Regions from separate parts of the Hordeum vulgare genome. Here region 1 is linked to region 2. Evidence: chromatin contacts called from public Hi-C data. All regions are on one chromosome and are shown on one strand. The core of a region is the stretch at or near the end of the contact, and the rest is flanking DNA. Distances in the headings are between cores, read along the strand shown.

Evidence for each region. A called contact is a pair of places that touch in the nucleus more often than the background predicts.
Region 1: a contact with region 2 is called in a Hi-C map of leaf, with 4 times the contacts expected there. The contact joins the promoter of LOC123400070 here to the promoter of LOC123452484 in region 2. A contact is called at or near these places in 4 of 6 Hi-C or Micro-C datasets (leaf and seedling).

The regions. Positions count from the first base shown.
Region 1 is chr5H:310,394,572-310,397,271 of MorexV3_pseudomolecules_assembly, forward strand. It overlaps LOC123400070 (scarecrow-like protein 9), which reads right to left and starts at 1,344. Exons shown (of 3, transcript XM_045094468.1): 1 at 886-1,344; 2 at 1-597. The coding sequence starts at 1,024.
Region 2 is chr5H:310,141,310-310,144,236 of MorexV3_pseudomolecules_assembly, forward strand. LOC123452484 reads right to left here and starts at 1,541. Exons shown (of 2, transcript XM_045129138.1): 1 at 1,157-1,541; 2 at 1-977. The coding sequence starts at 1,301.

The DNA of each region.
Region 1 (2,700 bases), core at 94-2,593, 250 kb after region 2:
CTTCTAGTGAGTCTGCTGCATCAGAAACAGCACTTGATGGGACAACCAGTGGCTGAGAAGATCGGCCACACAAGCCCCGATGAGCTTGCAGCTGCTCAGAGTGTCCAACGTCATGGCACTGGTAGCTATGAACAGAACCACCGACGCTGCAGCTAGTAGCCACACTGGACGAGGACTGGGCCTGACCACTGCTGCTGCTCTCGCTGGGGCTGTCCAGGGACCAACGCATGAGCGTGCGGTCAGGGGACGGCGGGAACTTGTGCCCAAGTATGTCATAGAAGGGCTTTGCGGTGGCACGGAGTGTGGCTGACTCCTCCTGGTACACGCTGACCTTCTCATCAATGTCCTCCTCCATGAGCATCCGGCTGATATAGTTGAGCGACTCGTCCGAGATGAACTCCCAGTCTTCGGGGTTGTCAGTCTCTGTGTTGGTGGCCCTGGAGAGGGTGGCGACGGGAGCATTGGGACCGGGTTCCGCGGCCACATGGGGCGAGATCACCGGCTGCGGATCGTTGAACATGAAGTACTCTGGTGCTCCGCAGAACTGAATCATTGAGTGGATCAGTGAGCCTGAAATGGTCTGGTGCTCCACAGAACCTGCCAAACATGATGGAATTCTTCAGTCAGAGAGAAGATGGCAAGTGGTTGATCGAGTTCGGGGTGAAGCATCTATTTGATTCCTGAGCAGAAAATAACAGGAAGGGAACGCACTAGAGCGCTGCACTTGAGAAGTGAAATCTGCTGGTATCACATGACGCGCATGGCAAGGGCAAGCAACAAACGACTGGAAATACCAATACAAACAGGTAGGAGTATATGACTTCGCAGGCTGGCGGCGACGACAGGCGGGCGGATCACGGGCTGACGCTGGCGAGGTGGGCTCACCTGAAGGCTTCGATCCTTGGCGTGGTGGGCGGTGGCGGAGGGACCTCGCGGCTGCGAGGCCGAGGCCGAGGCCGGTGAGGTCCTGCGCGGGCGGGGCGGCGTGCGCGAGATCCCGGGGAGGCTGCGGGGTGGATGTCATCGCCTGCCCGCACGCGCCGCCGCAGCCGGGCCTCCGGTCGCCGCGCGGGATCGGCGGGGGGGAGGAGAGAGAGAGAGAGGAAGGGAGGGAAGGTTTGATTGGGGGCGGGGATCAAGTGTGCGCGGCTGAGCGGAGGGATTCCTTTCCTTGCTCCTTTTGCTCAGTTCCCCAGCGGCGAGGTCTCTTGGGAGTTGGACCCGTCCCGGAGCTAGTAGTAAAAGGAAAAGAAATCTCGTCCCGTGATGGTGGCTGGCTAAGTACTACTCCTACAGTAGTAAAAGATAATCGAGGTCTCAGAGATTTCCAGAACCTCGATGATGGTGGCTCCCTCTCCCTCTGCATGTGAGCATTTTTCTTCTTTTCAGCAACGCCGAATGCGACGCCCCCTCTGCATTACGCTTGATTATTGTTATTATTCGCATACACCTCACTACACTACCAAGCAAGAGTTGGAGAAACACCCTCGGGCTTGTTGGGAAATACATTCTGGCACGTGTGCTGATGGACTGCTGGTGGCGACGTGGAGCCGGGTCTTGGTGGAGAAACTCGCACGGACCTACACCGCCGTCCAATCGCGCCATCTGAAATATTGAAAAGTCTGTCAATTCGAAACAATATACATGATGCTATTGTCCTAATACATTGTATACTTCTTCTTCTACGTCCCTACTTTCTTCTTTTCTTTTGTCTTCCTGTTCAGCCTTCTTTGGTTTACAGGAATTTTATAGGATATGATTTTTTGAAGAAAAAAAATTAAGATCCTTTGGTTCATAGAAATGCATTCATATTCCTACATAGGATTTGTTGAGTAAATAGGTAATTTTTTGAGTAGATTAATCCACGAGATAATAACTAGTATGGTGTTGACTATACTAATGACATAGTGATCATGAACTAATCTAGCACATACTACGCATATAGTTGATACATCTATGCATGCAAGTAGCATTGTTATGATCGAAACGAACACGAGTGGATAAATAGGTTATACCCTCGAGCCGGCCACTTGACCGTAGCAGCAACGTTGACGGCGGCAGCATCATCTGACGCCTTCTTCTCAGCTTCAAGGGTGAGACGATCGGCCTCAGATGGTTCAGCCATGGCGATGATGAGGATGACATGGATGTAGAGGAAGCAGATGGACGGAGGCGAGCAGTCGCGTGATCGCTCCCCAGAAACCTAATCGCCCCTCTCCCGTACAGGAACCGGAGAGGCAGGGTTTCGGAGGCCTGCACTCCCGTCGACCGTGTATGCGGTGAACGGGACGGAGTCGCCGGCGGCAGCGGCAGCAAAGGAACGAGCGCGTGAGGCAGATGTGATCTGATTCTCGTGACGGCTAGGGTTGGCGTTAGCCCTGCTTATATAGGCGGCCGGGTGGAGAGACGTGGGCTAAACCCACGTCCGAGTCGGTAACAGCCCACGATCCGACGTCTCAGATCGTGGCGCATCCGTTACGTATTCTCCGTTCCTGACCGGCAAAAATAAGCGCGTAGGTATGAGCTCGGCTCATTCCCGCAACCCGCGGCGCGGCGCGGCGCGGCGGTGATACGTCCCCAACGTATCTATAATTTTTTACGGTTCCATGCTATTATCTTGTCAACTTAGAATGTTTTATATGCATGAATATGCTATTTTATATCTTTTTGGGACTAACCTATTAACTCAGTGCCAAGTGC
Region 2 (2,927 bases), core at 291-2,790:
CTCCGATCTTCGACTCTGTAGCCGGGAACTATGCTCTGTGGCCAGTTCATCAAGAGAATACTTTGGTGCTCCACAGAATTGGATCATCGAGTGGAAAACTGCAAGGAGAACTTGAAGGGTCCCAATGTCTCCCCAGTTAGCATTCCCAAGTTTATTCCATACTCGGTCAACGGAAGAAACTGTGATTTCGGCATCCTTTTTTATCCATTCAGCAGCACACTCATAAACATTGTTCAAATCAAAATTTAGCTTGTTCAGATCGCCTTGGACATTTACCACCCCTCCAAACTGTGAATCTACAAGGAGGACATAAACAGAATCTGAATTTCGAAGGACAGTGGAGGACCTGCTGAGGCTCCGAGAAAGTAATACACGAAGTGCAAAGAATAGCGCCTCCCCCAGGACAGCAGGAGACAGATGCTGGTCACTCTGCGCAGAAACCATTCCAATATCAGGTCTCAGCAAAGCCAACACAACAATATGATCCCACCTCCCTTGTGAATGCTTTGAATTCTTGAGCAGCACAGCTGTCGCACAAACACCATCGAGTTTTCCACTGCCAATAGCCTTCTCGGCAGGGTAAAATCGGGAGCTCGTGCTGTGTATACAGGCAACAGAGAAAGGCATAGCTTCCTCAGGACCCCAGAAAGCTTCCCACAGTCCCTTGATGCCAGCATGCAGAAAATCCTCCAGGGCAAGGTGCGCGGTAGCTTCAAAAACGTCTGATGTCGACGCATGAAGAGCGTTCGGCATCCGCACTAGCTGCTGAAAAGTAACACCTTCCAGAGCATAGTCAAAATTCTGCAGCTCGGCAAGGTCAAAAGGAACATCGAAAGCCGGCTTCTTGAAACCGCAGTCTTCGCTGTTCCCGGAGAACCAGTCCTCTAGGCTTGCAGTGAGAAGCTCGTTGTCCACAAACTTGCGGAGGAAATCTTTACAGGCGGATGATGATGAACTGCGCCGGTCAGGCGATTGGCCTGCCAGACACCACAAAATTCTCCAATTACAGTGTGTAAAGTTTGCACGGCAAATATGCCAAGTGATCGAATTGGAAGGGCTCGAGGAAAGTACATGATTCAAGTTACTGGTATTAGGTAGGAAATAGCAGGACGAAGCAAATACGAGCACATAAAGGGAGTGGATCACGGGTGCTAACCTGACGGCGTCGCCGCGTGAGAGCCGTGGCGAGGCCGGGGCCGGCGAGATCTTTCGGCGGCGAGGGCGAGGCCGGCGAGATCTCGCGTGGGCGGCGCGGCGGGGTCGAGGCGCGCGAGATCTCGCGGCGGCGGGGTCGATGCCATCGTCGGCCCGCACCACACCTCACCGCCTTGTTGCTGTCACCGTCGTCCTCGTCGGCGGCGTCGTCGTCGTCGTCGTCTCCGCGGACCGGGGGCCGAGCAACCGCCGCCTCCTCCGGCTCCTCTGCCGGTCGCCGCGCCGGGTGCGGAGGGGGAGAGGCGGCGTGGAGTAGAGGAGAGAAAAGAGGAGAGGGGATTGGGGATCGGGTCGAGTGGCTGCTCTGGTTGATGAGTGCGTTGTGTGCTGCGGCTGCGGCTGCGGCTGGGGCGAAACACCTGGGCCACATGGTAAGTGAGGTACAGCTGTGCAAACACTCCCATGCCCATGTAGCAGCAGTGAGCGATTATTACTGTTCACCTTTTCGTTCGCGCGGCCAAATTACAAAACCCTGCCAACATGAGTTCCTAAATCCCTACAAAAACGGGTTTTAAAAATTAAAACGCTGCAAAGGCTGAAAGTTCCAAAATAAGACTGAAATATGTGCCGAAATTCAGCACCGATAAATTAATTTTTATCCCGCTTGATTATTATTTTTAGGATGAAACGAGCCGGTATTTCGGTTGTTGCCGGTGGGAGGGCTTCTGATTTTATTTTATGGTTTGGTTAGGGTATGTGTTCTGCTCAAAGCGAGATGGTGGCGGTGTCCTGAAGATAAAATACATTTATCTCCGCCTACCCCTGCCCTCGTGTTGTATCTAGGGGCATGGTCTCGCGGAGGGTGTGTTGAGGTGTGTTTCTCACACATCTCGCGGGATTCGTTCAGGGTCTGTCTTTTGGAGAATATGTTGGGATTTTGTGTTCGTTAGTTTCATTTTTGTGTGTCCATGTGTTGGATTTCTTCAAATTTGTACCCACCCTTCATCGACGATTGTTGTTGTTCTAATGCGCATGTCATGTGGGATCTTAGCATGACAACATCCCAAATGCTTACTACAACAAGATTTGGCTGACTCCAGTGAAGGAGAGATGCGACAACGTGCTTTTAGCTCGCTCTAGTGATTGTAGTCATCATTGGATAGTCTATAGATTTGAGCGTAATTTTTGTTACTTCTAATGTTCTTTACAATGTCATGGTAATTTATGAATAGACTGACAGTATTTTATGCAAAACAAACAAATAAGGAATAGGATAACTATCTTTTTCGCATATCTTACAATGCTCCTCGGAGTCTAACCAAACAATGGTATGTGCTACCTCTTGAACTTGCCTTGGTTTTTCCCTTGAAGAGGAAAGGGTGATGCAGCACAGTAACAGTAAGTATTTCCCTCAATTTGAGAACCAATGTATCAATCCAGTAGGAGTATCAAGCCAAGTCTCCACCGTACCTGGGCAAAAACAGCAAACTTGCACCCAACGCTACAAAGGGGTTGTCAATCCCTTCACGATTGATTGCAAGGTGAGATCTAAAGACGGAAAGTACAACAAAGTAAAAGTGTAGGGCTGAAAATATGATGTGAAGTAGACCCGGGGGCCATAGTGTTCACTAGAGGCTTTTCTCATGATAGCAAATATTGCGGTGGGTGAACGAATTACTGTCGAGCAATTGATAGAACCGCGCAAAGTCATGACGATATCTAAGGCAATGACCATACATATAGGCATCACGTCCGAGACAAGTAGACCGATA